3 separate regions of the Mus musculus genome follow, and regions 1 and 2 are each linked to region 3. The links are chromatin contacts, called in public promoter capture Hi-C maps. All regions are on one chromosome and are shown on one strand. Each heading gives the region's core, a stretch centred on a gene start, on an enhancer-like site or on the middle of the called end of the contact. The rest is flanking DNA. Distances are from core to core; before and after follow the strand shown. Region 1 holds the start of Tmem201 (transmembrane protein 201). Region 2 holds the start of Kif1b (kinesin family member 1B). Region 3 holds the start of Vamp3 (vesicle-associated membrane protein 3).

Region 1 (4,638 bases), core at 1,914-4,413, 1.3 Mb before region 3:
TGCTCCGTCTCTGCTCTTCCAAGTATGACCTCATCTAGGAGGAAGAGTACACCCCGGGCTTCAATGGTAGCAGCAGGGCTGAGTGCAACTCTGCACAGCCTGGACCAAGGAGATCCCATCTCCAGCTTAATCTCAAAGCAGCAATGTTATCCACAGCAGCAGAGAACCCCCAAACTGACCCCTCAGGGGACACAGCCAGCCCTGGACGGACACATGCCCATCCATCACACACACTCAGTCCATCAAGAACCATGCAAAGCTTTCAGAGAGGACATCTGAGCAAAATGCACCGCCTGACTGTGACACAAGAACCACAATTCACAGGAGTGGCAGGGAACAGATGCCATTAGGGCTGGCCACCAACATGCAGGGCATATGCTGCCACCCAGAAACAGGTGCCCTCAGCAGCAGGGTAGAAGGCAAGAGAGGACCAACTAAAATGCACACATCAAGTGGCCACTCAACGGAGCAGGCAGCTCAGACCAGCGAGTGCTGAGGTGAGCTTAGACAAAGGAGTACCCACCAGAGGGCCTCTGAGTGCTGGGACAGGCTCTGCGCTACACCTGAGAGAGGGTATACATATGTATCCTCATCTCCAAACGCAGAAACTATGATCTCAATAAACACAGATGCCACAGGCTGTGAAAGTGGGACAGTGATGGGTGCTAAAACCCAAAGTGCAGTGTGCAAAGGGACATCTTGTCACACAGGAGTGGCAGCATGAAGAGTAGTGGATGCACAGGAGTGGGATGTGGGACCTCTACCCCAGACCCCAAGGTCCGGGGCAGCCACTCTGGCTGGTGTGGCAGTGTGGGTGTGAAACAGGGCTCCTCCACCTACAGCTGGTGATGCAGAGCATCCCTCCAGGCTCTGTTTTCCCAGCTGCGAAATGGACAGAATAGCAGCACCTGCCTCATTGGAGCAGCTCCTGAATGACAGGTGCTCTGTGCATGTCACCTGCACAGGAATGGCAGCTGCTCTCATTCTTACAGTAACTGGGACAAGAAAACTCCATGGGTAAGGTGGCGGGGTGGCTGGCTTTGGGCTCTAGATAACTTCTCTGCAACCACTTTGGCCAGTTTTAAAACTCAGGAAGGGCTGACCTGAACGCAGAAACATTTTCTTCACACGGCTCCCAAAGCCTGGCCCTATGCCATCTCTGTGATTAGCTTGAAAACACCCACTCCCCTAAAGGCTTTCCAAAACCAAGTTCCTGCAGGCCCTCCTCTGGCATATTCAACCCCCATTCTTCACCACAGCTGATTCCTGCCTGCCACAGCTTCCCCTCCAGGGAAGGGGAAAGAAAGCTGCAGCCTCTTGCTAAGTGAGGCTTGCTTCAGAACTGTGAGAGGCCAATTCACCTGCACATGAAACCCAGACCTCATAAAGACAGTCACCCGAGACCCCGTGCTCTGACCAATCAGCAGCAGTAGTCCAAACATGGTCCAAACCTTCACAGTCTGGTGTCAGTATGAAAAAAGCATGAAGGGGTTTTTGGCTGCTCCTGAAAGAAATAACACGTCCCACCGGGCGTGGTGGTGCACGCCTTTAATCCCAGCACTTGGGAGGCAGAGGAGGTGGATTTCTGAGTTCGAGGCCAGCCTGGTCTACAGAGGGAGTTCCAGGACAGCCAGGGCTACACAGAGAAACCCTGTCTCGAAAAAAACAAGCAAGCAAACAAACAAACAAAAAAAACAACAACAAAAAGAAATACATGTCCCACACACACCTCACCAAGAACTCAGATTCCTGTCTCTAGCAGAGGCAAGGCATTCGTTGGCAGGACAGGAAGGGTGACAGGCAGCCAGTCCTGGCCACAACAAGTCCCACTCTGCTCTTTTGGCCAAATGCCCTGAGCTGGCAGAGGCAGCCAGGAGATGCCTGGCTTTTGGGACAAGCTCTGCTTGGCACATGAACAGACTGCCCAGGCTCCCCTAGGCCCAGGTAACGAGGGACTGCTTTGGGTTGGCTGATCTTAAGCGGTCCCTCTGACTCCCAAAAACTGGGTGGGAACAAGACAGGAAGCTTGGGTTGAGATCTAGAGTCAGGCACTCTCTCAGCCCCCCGGGATGTGGCCCCCTCTTTCAAACACAGCTGACATCCATCCCCTCCTTAGGTGCCGCTGACTCACCTACCTCTAACAACTTTTGCCTGCCCTCTCCTGCAGAAGAAATGCAGGGTTAAGGAGGGCGACCTATCACCCTGATTGCCAGTTCAAACCATAGCTCCTTGTCATCCAGCGACTAGGGTCAAGTCCCGAGCACTGCACATCCCCGGCTGTCCCAAAGAGGCTCCCACGAATGCGTGTATGTTCCTATCCTCGGGAAATGTGATCAGGTGAGCTATTCCTTCACGCTGCTGGAGAAACGACTCCATTCTGGGGTTTGACCACGGCAAGCTTGGAGTACTGGGGTCTGCGTGGTCTCTGAGCCATGACAGGCCAGGGTATTGATCCCAAAGCCCATCCGTGACATGTGTCCAAGGAGTACAGCGTACACCTCTGAGTGGACAAGTTCCTTAAATGTGTGGAGCGCAGGCTCCTGCCTCAGGCTGCTACTGCTCACACGTGCCTTCTAAGTACTCAGCTCCAAGGCTTCTCCGGGGGAAAGCTTACGCGAGGAATGTTATTGCTATCGCATACAGACCATCAAGCGCCAGCTCTCATCCTCCTAACCGATGGGCGGCAGAGGCCCAGCAGGGCAGTCCAGCCAGGAGCACGGGCCTCGAAGGGAGGAGCAAGCAGCAGCCCCCTCCCCCAGCCACGGTCGGCGGCTGCTCCCCGACGAGGCTTTTAGGGGGTGAGGGCAAAGGCGGTGGCGGAGAATGCGTCCCGCATTCGCGAGCAGGCCTGGTCCGCCCCTAGGACTCCGCCGTGGCCTCGCGGGGGCGGGGCGGCGGCCCGGGCCGCGTGCAGCGGGGCGCGCACTCACCTCCGCGCAATCCGGTAGAGCACCACGCCGGCGGCAGCGCACGCCGTGACCCCGAGGCCGCCCGCCAGGCCGGCGGTGGGGCAGCTAGCCAGCAGCGCGCTCACTCCCTCCATGGCTTCCGGGCCGAGTCGGTGGGCAAGGGGCGCGGGCCGCAAAAGAGACTCCCAGCGGCCCGCGCGCTCCAGCTCGCGCCGTGACCTTCGCCGCTTTGTAGCCGGCGCGAGCCCGCCCCTTGACTCGGCGCGCTCCCGCCGCGCAGCCAATCGCGGCGCGGGGCGAGCCTGAGTGGGCGGGGCGCCTACGGAAGCCCTCGGCACTGGCTCGGACGCGCCCCCCAGCGTCCACAGTTGCAAAGCCACTCTCTAGAGCTGGAAGGAGTCCCGCCTGCGCCTGCAGCCTGCGCACGCATGCATTTGCAGGTCCTAGTGCTGCTACCTTAACGCTAATCCTTGCCAATGCTTTCTCCACTTAGTCCTGCTTTCCTGGCGTTGGGCTAAAGTCGGTCTGTGCCGCTTCAGACGCCACAGTGGTTGAAAATTAGCTTGCACAAACACAAACGTCCAAAGACGGAAACGAGGTTAAATAATCACAGGATAGCATGTTTCGGAACATAATGCAGCCATTAGAGTGAATGGCTAAGGTGTGTGTGTGTGTGGGGGGGGATTGGTCCTGAAGGGATTATCCTTTTTTTTTTCTTTAGTCGAATGTAGATGATTTTCATAGTTGCCAAGTTTGATGAAGTCTGTGCACTTCAAATAGATTACCTCGGGGAGTGAGATGGAGGGAAGAGCCACTTACAGGCGTGCTTCAGCATTTACGTGAGCTAAATTAGGGATCAAGAAAAACTCACTGAGGCTTGGTGATGCACGCCTTTAATCCCTGTGGAGGTAGGCGGATTTTTGTAAATTTGAGGTCAGCTTGGACTACACAGTGAGTTCCAGGTCATCAGGCAATCCATGGGCTAGTAGGTAGGTCCTGTCCTAAAACAAAACAAAATAAAACAAAACATCTCTAGCAAGAAATATTTATACCAGGTTGGGCAGATGTTGTGGCACAAGCCTTTGATTTCTTTAAAAAAAAAAAGGTCAAAAAATTATGGGGCATGGTGGTGCACACCTTTAATCTCAGTACTTGGGAGGCAGAGGAAGGCAGATCTCTGTAAGTTCAAGGCCACCCTGGTCTACAGAGCAAGTTCCAGGACAGACAGGACTCTGATACACAGAAAAACCGTGTTTTGAAAAACAAAACAAAAACAAAACAAAAACAAAAATCTAAAAAAAGTTTATCTCTAATTACATACTATGTTTCTGTAGAATACCCCACCAACACACACACACACAATTTTATGAGTGTCTCTTTTTTTTTAAAGATTTATTTATTTATTATATGTAAGTACACTGTAGCTGTCTTCAGACACTCCAGAAGAGGGCATCAAATCTCATTACGGATAGTTGTGAGCCACCATGTGGTTGCTGGGATTTGAACTCAGGACCTTCAGGAAGAGCAGTCGGGTGTTCTTACCTGCTGAGCCATCTCATCAGCCCCTATGAGTGTCTTTAAGATCAAGTTCTCTGTGGGCAATGATGGCTTGAGGGTCACTGTAATAATCTCTCGCTTTTGTTGGCAGCTCACCTGTCCACATGTCACCAGTCAGGAAGGAAGGAGCAGGTTGTGTGCAGGGAATCAATGTAAAAGCCTGGAAGGTGTC
Region 2 (4,633 bases), core at 902-3,401, 1.8 Mb before region 3:
ACGGTAAAAATTATAAAAAAAAAAAAAATAGTGTGCTGATTTTTCTTAGAAATAGAAAAACATTGGAATTTGTTTTTGTAGTTATTCTTAAGTAGACAGATAATTAAAATAGGGGGAAAAAAGAACTTACGCATTTAAAAAAGGGAGCATGGATCGTGGGAGTCTAGCTCATTAGTAGACAGCTTGTCTAACATGTCTAAGACCCGAGCTAGCGCTCCAACTCCCTCCCAAAAACAAATATATATAATAAATGAAGTTTAAATTAAAGGGCATAAAGAAGGCAGGAGTCACACCATCTCTCCAGATCCTGTGCAGGATCAAAGTCTAGGAAAACACATTTACAGGCTCTCTCTGAAGCCAGTTATTGATCATTTCTAAATCTACTTTAAAACATCAAGATGAGTAATCTTCAAAGTCTCTCCTCAAATAGAACATTAACAACTTCAATTACTTCATAATCAATATCAACTACCACGCTTCTCAAATGAGAACGCAAGCTAAAATTTGGTTATGACTAAGCCGAATCCACAAAATGCCAACCTTTAAGTCCAATATCCACTATAATATCACTTTTAAACAGTTATTCAAAGCTGAACACCACTTTTCTCTGGGTTGAGACAGGCACATCATGACACAAAGCAGCATGCTTAGTGTTGGCAGAACAGCTGCTTGGACCAGAGAGAGCTACATAAGCAAGAGATCTGTTGACAATCTAAATTAGGCTACCTCCAGATTCCACAAAGATGACAACCTGCATCCTCCGAGATACTGCTGCAAGTCTTCTCTGCTACCAGTTTATTCCACTTTCCCTAATCTCTGCACGAAGAGATACTATGCAAATCTATGCACGCCATGCAATACGCCAAGAGCCTCCAATATGGTAAAGTGGCCTTAAACATCAACAGGCCTTCGAGGGCCAAAGCAGCGGTGGATTGCGATGATAAGGACAGAAACACAGAATTTCACCCCAACAAGAATGGAATCTTCAAGCCAGTTTACCCTGAAGGCTCATATAGCAATTCACCAAAGAGAAAAAGTGATTTGGGAGCTCAATTTTGCATTTCCAGTCGGTGAGGGTTTGCGTTGCATGAACAATGACTAGCTTGCTCTGAGTGGCCTCCCAACCCCCACAACTTGGCTTCTGGTGCGGCCAGTCACCCTGAAAGCTGCCAGGGCTGTCACTCGGTGCCTACCAGCAACCGGACTTGGCTCCTAAAGGATTTGTCAGATCATCCTCCCAATATGGCTGCCAGAGTGATCCTGGTCGGCTGAACGTCGAGCCCACACCAGCCTTCCTCCCATCTGGCCAGCATCCAACAAGCCCCCTCCCTCTGCATCGCTTCCTCCGTCCAGCCCTTGCGCCCTCCGCTCTGTCGGATGCCCTTTCCTACCTTCATCGGGCTCAGGGGCATTGCCACATTCCCGGTTGGAACCCTGATGCCAACCACAATAGGGGGTGAGAGAGCAGATGAGGGGGGAGAGATCGGCTGGCTCCTCAGAGCTGCAATGTGCGCACATACGGCGGGACAGCGACCGATCTGCTGGCCCGCGGACAGAGCGGGGCCTGGCAGCCCAGGGGAAGCGGAGGGCTGGTGCAGGGCACTGCAGGGGACCGGCAGGCCGCTGGACCAAAGCCCGGCGCTCGCGGCCGGCCGGCCAGGTCTCTCCACGGAGGGCGAGGCTCCTCACCGCGGAGCCAGAGCCCCGGCCGGCCGCGCCGCTTCCTCGCTTTGCCCCCTCCAGGCCCGTCACCGGCCGGGAGTCCCTCCCGCGGGAGCGGCCCCCTACACCGGCGCCGCGGCACCACCGCCCACCTCGCCTCGGCCGCCCCACCTCAGCCTCCTCACCTCAGCCGCGCTGCGGACAGACGGGCGAGCCGGCCGAGTCAGAAGACGCCGAGGCGCGCAGGGGCGCGGGAGGCCGGGCACCGACGCACCTCAGCGCAGGCAGCGGCCGCCGCGAGCCGCAGGGCGCCGCTCCGCAGCCCCATCACGCGGCCGCCCAGCTCTGCATCGAGGATTGGCGGGAGGCCGGGGCGCGGCTGTGGATGCGGCGGAGGAACAGAGAGAAGCCCGGATCCGAGCTGTCGCCTCCCGGGACCACTGCCGTCTGACTACACCGCGACGCTGCTCGCCAAACTCCGCCCGAAGCCGCCGGCGCGGGACACCGCCCCGAGCTAGAGCGCCGAGCGTCACCTCGGCCCGCCCAGCAACCGAGACCGACGCGGAAGGTGACCAATCGCGATGAAGACCTTGAGACAGATGACCAATAGTAAAGCGTGGCTGGAAGAGGGGGCGGGAGGTGCCGGCGGAGCGACGGAGACACTCGAGCGCCCCCTGGTGGTACGGGAGCCGATGCGGGTGCGGGTGCGGGCGTGCCTGGTGGGCGAAGCCGGTGTCCAGAGTTCCCTCCCGGGTGACCCCCGGAAAGGTGTTAGTGGGTAGCAGCCGCGCCTGTGTAGCCGAATGACCCGCTTCGTAAGGGGACAAAAAGTGGCTCAGTGACCGGGCGGGACTGGACGGTCCAGATGCCATCCGGAGAGCTGGGATTATGTGGGAGCGGCCGAGTGTGGAGTCATTGTCCGTTTAGAAAAACAGCTCAAACGGTGAAGCCACCGAGCCCGGCGCGGTGGGAACGGAACCACGCTCAGGCATGAGTGTATCCAGCAGAAAGCTTCCTAGCCTATTCTTGTCGAACCCCAGCACAACACCTCCCACACGCCACCTTGGGAGAAAAGGAGGAATGAGTAATGGGAAAGCATGACTTAGTGGGCATTCAGCGTCTCCTTGGGAGATGGCGTGCTGGTGTGAGCACAGGAACAAAACGCTTTGTATCGCGCCCAGTGAATGGACTGAGCGGCCTGAGAGAGATGCCCCTAGAGGGGGTTACCAGGGCTCATAAGAACACAAAAGCTCTATGAGCCATGTTTTTTAAAAATCAGATTTAGGTTCAGCTCAAATGAAAAGCCCCACAGACGTTCATAAGCAGCTCAATTCAGTGCTTAGTAAAATATCACAATGACAACCTGCCAATCACACTGCATTTTAAGGTTAGAGGATGTGGTTTGGATTTATTAGCAGAAATTGAAAGTAAGATTTTTTTTTTTCTCTCAACCCTGACTTTAATACAGAATTACTGGGTAGAGAAAGGCCTACACACTAAAACGTGAGAATTAACTTTCTACACTAACGACTCTGGGCAATCACCATGCCACTGAAGTTCCAGACTCCCACTATTCCACATTCATTGGACACTTCTCATTGTGTTTATTTACTTGTTTGTTCTTGTTTGTTCAAGACAGAGGGTCTTGGTAGCTCAGGCTCTCCTGAAACTCACCAAGCAGACAAGGCTGTCTTGAAACCTACAGAGAGATCTGTCTACCTCTGCTTCCTGACTGCTGGGATTAAAGATCCGTACCACTAAGCCCAGCTCTCATTTTCTTTAGAATGTACACTCCACCTTCCCACAAAAGGAGTTGATGTCATTTATTCTGAAACACACACAGAATAGAATTGCTTAAAATATTAGGAGCAACGATTTGAGTGGAAGGTCAGCCTGGGCTACATAGAGAAACCCTGTCTTAAACAAACCTAGATGGCTTAGTGGGTAAAGTGCTTCCGATGAGCTGAGGATCCCAGTGCGGTGTCCAGAGCCCGTGTCCAGGTGGATGGAGAGTGCCTGATGAACACAGTCATCTTCTGACACAGACACACCTTACACCCCCACTGTACCATAACAATAAAGTTTAACAGACATCAATAAAATACCTAAAGCAAGAAGTTGGCATGGAAGTGTGGCTAAGTGGGGTGCGCTTGTTTAGCATGTGGGAAGCCCTGACTTCCGTTCTTGAAATGGAGGAGGAGGAAGAAGAGGAGGAGGAGGAAGGAAAGAGGAAGAGGAGCTGAATCATCAGGGGTAGAGAAGCGCTGATGGATTTGCACAGGAGCAAGAGCTGCTGACATGGACACACTTACGTTTCAGAAAGCCAGGAGAAAGGTCTTCAACCGTCTCGCTATAAAGAAGGAGGCGCTAGAGAGATGGGTCTGCAGGGAAGTGTACTTCTTGCTATGAAAAGGACCAGAGCTCCCAGTACCCACATTTGGGCAAAGCACAACCACCTGTAACTCCAGCTCCAGGGGGCTCTGACATCTCCAAGGACACCTGCACTCCTGTGCACATGCCAACACATAGATAGACTCACACACACACACACACACACACACACACACACACAAGTTTTTTATTGAAAAGATAAATCTTTCTAAAATGTTTAAAGGATATAAATATGCTAAACCCAACTTAAACATTATTCAGTGTTTATGTGTCCAAACAGTATGCCATCCTCATTAATATATACAATTTTAATATCTTCATACATCATAAAGTTTTTCAAAAGAATTATCTATTTTGTGTATATGAGTACACTGTAGCTGTCTTCGGACATACCAGAAGAGGTCATCGGATCCCATTACAGATGGTTGTGAGCCACCATGTGGTTTCTGGGAATTGAACTCAGAACCTCTGGAAGAGCAGTCAGTGTTTTTAACTGCTGAGCCATCTCTCTAGTCCCATCATAAAGTTTTTTAAGCAAATAAGCTATGAAGAAAAGCCTGCTTGGGCCAGGAATGATGGG
Region 3 (5,004 bases), core at 1,977-4,476:
ACTAGATTATCTTTAAAATTTCTTTAATTTCTAAAAAGGGTAGAATTTGAGTTTTTTTAAGTGACAGAATTAGTGTAAAAGTATAAAGTGTTCAGAATTAAGTTCATAAAGAAATCATCATAGAAAAATCTTACTGTATGATTTAATAATAGTATCTAAGATAACAAGTTTTAGAACAGCCTAAGGCAGAAAGATTGTGCCAGGTGATGGTGGCACACACGCCTTTAAGCCCAGCACTCAGGAGGTAGAGGCAAGTGGATCTAAGCTTGAGGCCAGCCTGGGTTACAAGGACAGCCAGGACTACACAGAGAAACCCTGTCTGGGAGATGTGTGTGTGTGTGTGAGTGTGTGTGTGTGTGTGTGTGTGTGTGTATGAGTGGGGAGATGGTTCAACCTGGGTTTAGTTCCCAGCACCAATAAAGCAGCTGAAAACCTTCTATAACTCTAGTTCCAAGGGTTTTGATGTCTTCTGGACTCTGCAGAAACTGCATACACACACAGCACACACACATAGTACATACACACACACACACATATACACACAGTACACGTACATGTAGGCAAAACCCTCATACTTGTAAATCTTAATAAAAAAATATGGAAGTAGTGGTCTGAGCTTCTCGCAGGATCTGCACTGTGGTTCTACATGAGCACACCAAAACAAAAGATGCCTTAAGACTCCACTAGCTCAAGAATTCTAGGGAGAGCTGGGGCTACAGCAGTTCCACCTGCTATGGGTCCTTCAACAAATATCAGAGAAAGCAAAGACCTGCCTCTATTAGGGAACTAGTAAACCTGGCTATAAGACACACAACAATTTGGAAACAAAACAAAACCCAAATCAGAAAGACTTGTTCCTGGCTTGAATAATCCAATTACCCTATCTTACAAGTGGCTCTGGGGACAAGCTTTCAGATATGTTTTAGGTTTGTAATTGGTAGTAGAAAAATTAGTATGAAACCAGGAAGAGTCTCCTTTGTGCTTAGAAGATGGCTTCTAGAACATTCAGGCAAAGCATCATATACATAAAATAAAAATAAACCTAAACAAAAAGAATATGGAAATACTTGTCTGAGTTTCTCGCAGAATCTGTACTATTGCCCTTTAAATACACGTTTAAAAAGATGACTTCTGATATAGTCAAAATTTATGCCCACACACTGCTGATGCCTTTTTTCTCTAATGTTTTAAAAAAATAATTACATGCTTGTGTCTGTGTGTACAGGTGCATGCATGTGCCCTTGGAGGCAGTTACAAGCAGTTTCGTGATACAAATGAGAGTGCTTGGAACCCAGGTGGATCCTCTGCTAGAACAAGTAAGTGTTCTTTTAACTCCCGAGACATCTTTCTAGCTCCAACGACTCTTTTTCTAAATAAAATTCTAGAGAATTCCCATGTTTGTTTAAAAGTCACATTTAAAATTTTAGAGTGGTACCTCATCTACTTGATTTTGTGTCTGCTGGAGTCTTCGATTACTGCCAGTGGCAGCACTTGACCCCGAAGGCACACCTGTAGACCTGAAAGGTATAAAGTCACAAGTATGAGTACACTGTAATTCCCAGTGCACTTGATAAGCTAATATATAATCCCAATGCTCCAACCATGACATGGGAGGTGGACACATGAGAGTCTTGGAAGCCTGAGGGCCAGCTCACCTGATACATGCAGCACTGAACAAGAGATAGTGTCTCCAATAAGGTGGAAAGCCAGGACTGACATGTGAGGTTGTTCTCTGCTCTCAAGTGTCCTTTGCTCTCAAGTATACCATGGCCTGTTTGTGTGTATAAACTGTTATGGTGGGACGCAGTCTTAACTCCTTACACTGCAGTTATTTCTTAAAAGTCCCAAGGTAAAAAATAAAGGCACTAATATGTTTTTATAACCCCTCAATAATTCTTAAGACTGTATCACTTGATAGTGATAAAAGTCTGAAACAAATATTTAACAAGATCTGTTCTATGTCAATAAAGTGTGGGTTTTTTTTTTTTTTAAACTTGCTTTAAGACACACAGATGTTTAAAGTAGACTCCTGATCTTTTTGTTGTGGCTGATAATTAGGAACAATCACAGAACAGACAATATGAAGAAATAGGTTCAAAGTGCATGGAGGGGGTCTGTATGAACGGGAAGGAGGCTGAAGCAACTGTCTCTGTTGGAAAGTCATTCATCTCTCATAGGTTCAGTGAGTCTGGATTTTCACTCATCCCCACTTTTCACAAGTACTCTGGTTTTTAAGTCCTTATTGCCTCCATTAAACTCTTGTATCTAAAACAGCTTCCAATTTTTGCCTTCCTACACAACTGTCACTCTAGGGTTGACTCACAGCACTTTTTAAAGTTTGCACTGTGTCTACCACCAAGGACACATCACTGATGGCTGTCTCACATAACTCAGGGTCCGAAAATTAAACAGGTAAGGACCGTGCTCTGGAAGCACTATCCATGTTATTTATTTTTTCTCTCTTTAAAGTCTAATATCACTAAAGAGGATACTACGATCCTTCCCATCTTATTAAAACTTAGGCTGAACATGCGGCTGGCTGAACTGAACCAATTTAATCCTCTTGAGTGTGGACCGGACACTGCCATTTGCTCAGCAGTCTGACCAGGTACATCTTAAGTGGTGACAACAATTCTGGCTGAAGGTTGCAATTAGAAACCAATTTTAAAACCAGAGTGTGCTGGCTTAAAACGGAAGAGAAACCCATTGCCCAGATGCGTCGGGAGCGCCAAACGCTGGCCTACGACGGGCTCCCGGCCACCTCAGGTCTCCCGCTCCTGCCGGGCGCACCCCGCGCACAGAGTGAGCGTTCACGCTCGCTCCCGCCCCTCGCGAGGAAGGAGCCGCGGGGTGTGGCGGCCGCTTCCTCGGTCAGGCGGTGTCCCCACCCCCGTCCTTCCGCGTCTGCCCGCCGTCCGCGGGGCACTCGGGGACGTCGCGGCGCCACGACTCGTCCCGCAGCGTCCGGGGACAGGGTGCACCGCGGGGCCGCTGCCCACCTCAGGCCCCGGGACTCCGCGCGTAGGCCTGCGAGGCCTCCACTCGAGTCCGAGTGTCAAGCAGCGGCCACCGCGCCTGAAGCGGGTCGCAGGAGTGGGCCACCATCCCCGGAGCCCGCCTCGCCTCTCAGCGCAGCGCGTCACTCACATTTTGGCGGCGGTGGCGGCGGCGAATGGCCGAGGGTCGACGGACTCGCGCTGCAGGCAACCGAGGCTGAGGAGATGGGCGGGGCCGTGGTGACGTCACGAGCGGTGGCCGGACCGGAACCCGCGACGCGCTCTTAGTCGCCAGGGGCGCGCCGGAAATGGGCGGGATAGGAATCGAGCCGGGCGCAGCGCGGGCTGTCACCTCGGAGCAGAGCGGAGTGGGAGGGGCCAGAGCTTGCGCTGAAGTAGCGCCGGCGCTGACGAGTGGGCGGGCGTTCTCGGTGGACAAGTGGGCGGGGCTAGAGCGCGGCGCCTGCGCCTTTGGGCTGGGCTCTTCGCCGCCAAGGAATCACAGCAGCTCCCTGCAGTGTCTCTGCTGCCCTGTCTCTAGCCCTGGAAAGGCAGTTTAGAGTGAGAATGGGTACGTTTTACATTACTGTGAGCCCGCATACCTTGTCTCTCATGTTAGAAACAGCGGACGTGCCTAACGTTCCAGAATAATCTAGTGGTCCTGAGGAGACAAAGTTCTTTTCTGAGAAAGAGGCAGTAGGAAGTCCATGTGGAGTCTTGGCCACAGGATTTGGGAGAAGTCTCCTCTCAGGTTCTCACATGACAAATATTTGCCATTGCACGGATATTAAATCCCTAAAGGGAGCCTTGGCTTAGAGAACTGTAAGGTTCTTCATTTCTGTAATTCCCTGGCCCTTGCGGAGACGACACTCAATTTTTGTTCAACGGGGGTGAGTAGTTATGTGGAAAAGAATCCCAACAAGGTCTAAAACAGACTAAATAAACTCCGTTGGTGGATTCACTCAATGAAATACACTAAGGTATTTTTCCACTTCAGCATGGTAACTCCCAAAGGTGTGTGTTGCAATTAAAGAGCGCCACACCAGTGGGTACTAGGTTGAGTAGTAGTTATAAAAACCATTCTGGATAGGAGGAAATGGAGAGTGTGGGGCCGGGCTTAAACAGTGAACAGAAAATGCAGTGGGCTCCTGGTGGGAGGTTCAGAGTGTGAAACTGGCACTAGTTCTGAGGTAGATCAGAAGTGAAGTCCTACCAGAGAGATAACAGAACTCTACAGCCAAGAGGACTGGAACAGTGACGAAGAATACCTAGCAGGGAGGCCTTGTGAGGTAAGCTGGAAAGGGTCTTAAAAAAAAAAAAAACACACACAAAAACCACACACACACAACCCAGCCAACTACCTAGTAGAGCTAAAGAGTGTACTTAGTTGGCAGAGTGCTTGTCTAATATGCAGCCCTGGGTTTGATCCCCAGAACCACGTAGACCCAGGCTGTTAGCACACCCATAATCGCAACGAAAGCTTTTAGGTAAAAGGTTAAGAGGTTCAATGTCACCCTTAAGCTTAAGCGTTGGGAATTCATGGGTACTCTGAGCTACATGAGAAAGGTTAATTTAAAATTGAGATCCTTATCTTCCAAGTAACTGCATTTAAAATAAATCGATGTGTTAAGGAACCAGGCAAGGTAGGTAGAAAGGAAGTGCTTTGGGAAAGTGGCTCTAAGTGAAAGGCTGGGTGGGAGAACACTGCATGTGGAAAGTAAAATAATACTTCCAGTTCTAACTATGACCTCACTGTCAACACCTTGGATTTCAGATCAGGTTAAAGCAAAACACAGATAATATGGGGAAATTTTCTTCATTTTTAATTTACAGCAGAAAGAATATAAAGCATTCAGAAAACATTTTCCATATTTTTAAGGGCAATTCAAAACATTTTGCATGGTTTCCAGCAGCTGAGTTCTTCAACAGATCCATTGACTCAATGATGCTTTACATGCACAATTACAAAAATAAAACTTACAAAAAAGGAGACATCTAGACTAGTTTT

The links. Promoter capture Hi-C pulls out the DNA fragments that hold promoters and counts their contacts.
Region 1: a promoter capture Hi-C map of erythroid cells shows a contact between it and region 3, with 12 times the contacts expected there. The contact joins the promoter of Tmem201 here to the promoter of Vamp3 in region 3. A contact is called at or near these places in 2 of 39 promoter capture datasets (erythroid cells and liver).
Region 2: a contact with region 3 is called in a promoter capture Hi-C map of pre-B cells, with 4 times the contacts expected there. The contact joins the promoter of Kif1b here to the promoter of Vamp3 in region 3. A contact is called at or near these places in 2 of 39 promoter capture datasets (liver and pre-B cells) and 1 of 484 Hi-C or Micro-C datasets (uterus).

Annotation. Positions count from the first base shown.
Region 1 is chr4:149,734,905-149,739,542 of GRCm38.p6, forward strand. It overlaps Tmem201 (transmembrane protein 201), which reads right to left and starts at 3,164. Exons shown (of 11, transcript NM_001284270.1): 1 at 2,931-3,164. The coding sequence starts at 3,043.
Region 2 is chr4:149,305,582-149,310,214 of GRCm38.p6, forward strand. Kif1b (kinesin family member 1B) reads right to left here and starts at 2,152. Exons shown (of 49, transcript NM_001290995.1): 1 at 1,848-2,152.
Region 3 is chr4:151,054,727-151,059,730 of GRCm38.p6, forward strand. Vamp3 (vesicle-associated membrane protein 3) reads right to left here and starts at 3,227. Exons shown (of 5, transcript NM_009498.4): 1 at 3,148-3,227; 2 at 1,436-1,517. The coding sequence starts at 3,149. It overlaps Gm38529, which reads left to right. Exons shown (of 2, transcript XM_017320565.2): 2 at 1,226-4,330. The coding sequence starts at 2,715. The coding sequence ends at 3,284. Camta1 (calmodulin binding transcription activator 1) reads right to left here. Exons shown (of 24, transcript NM_001081557.3): 24 at 4,797-5,004.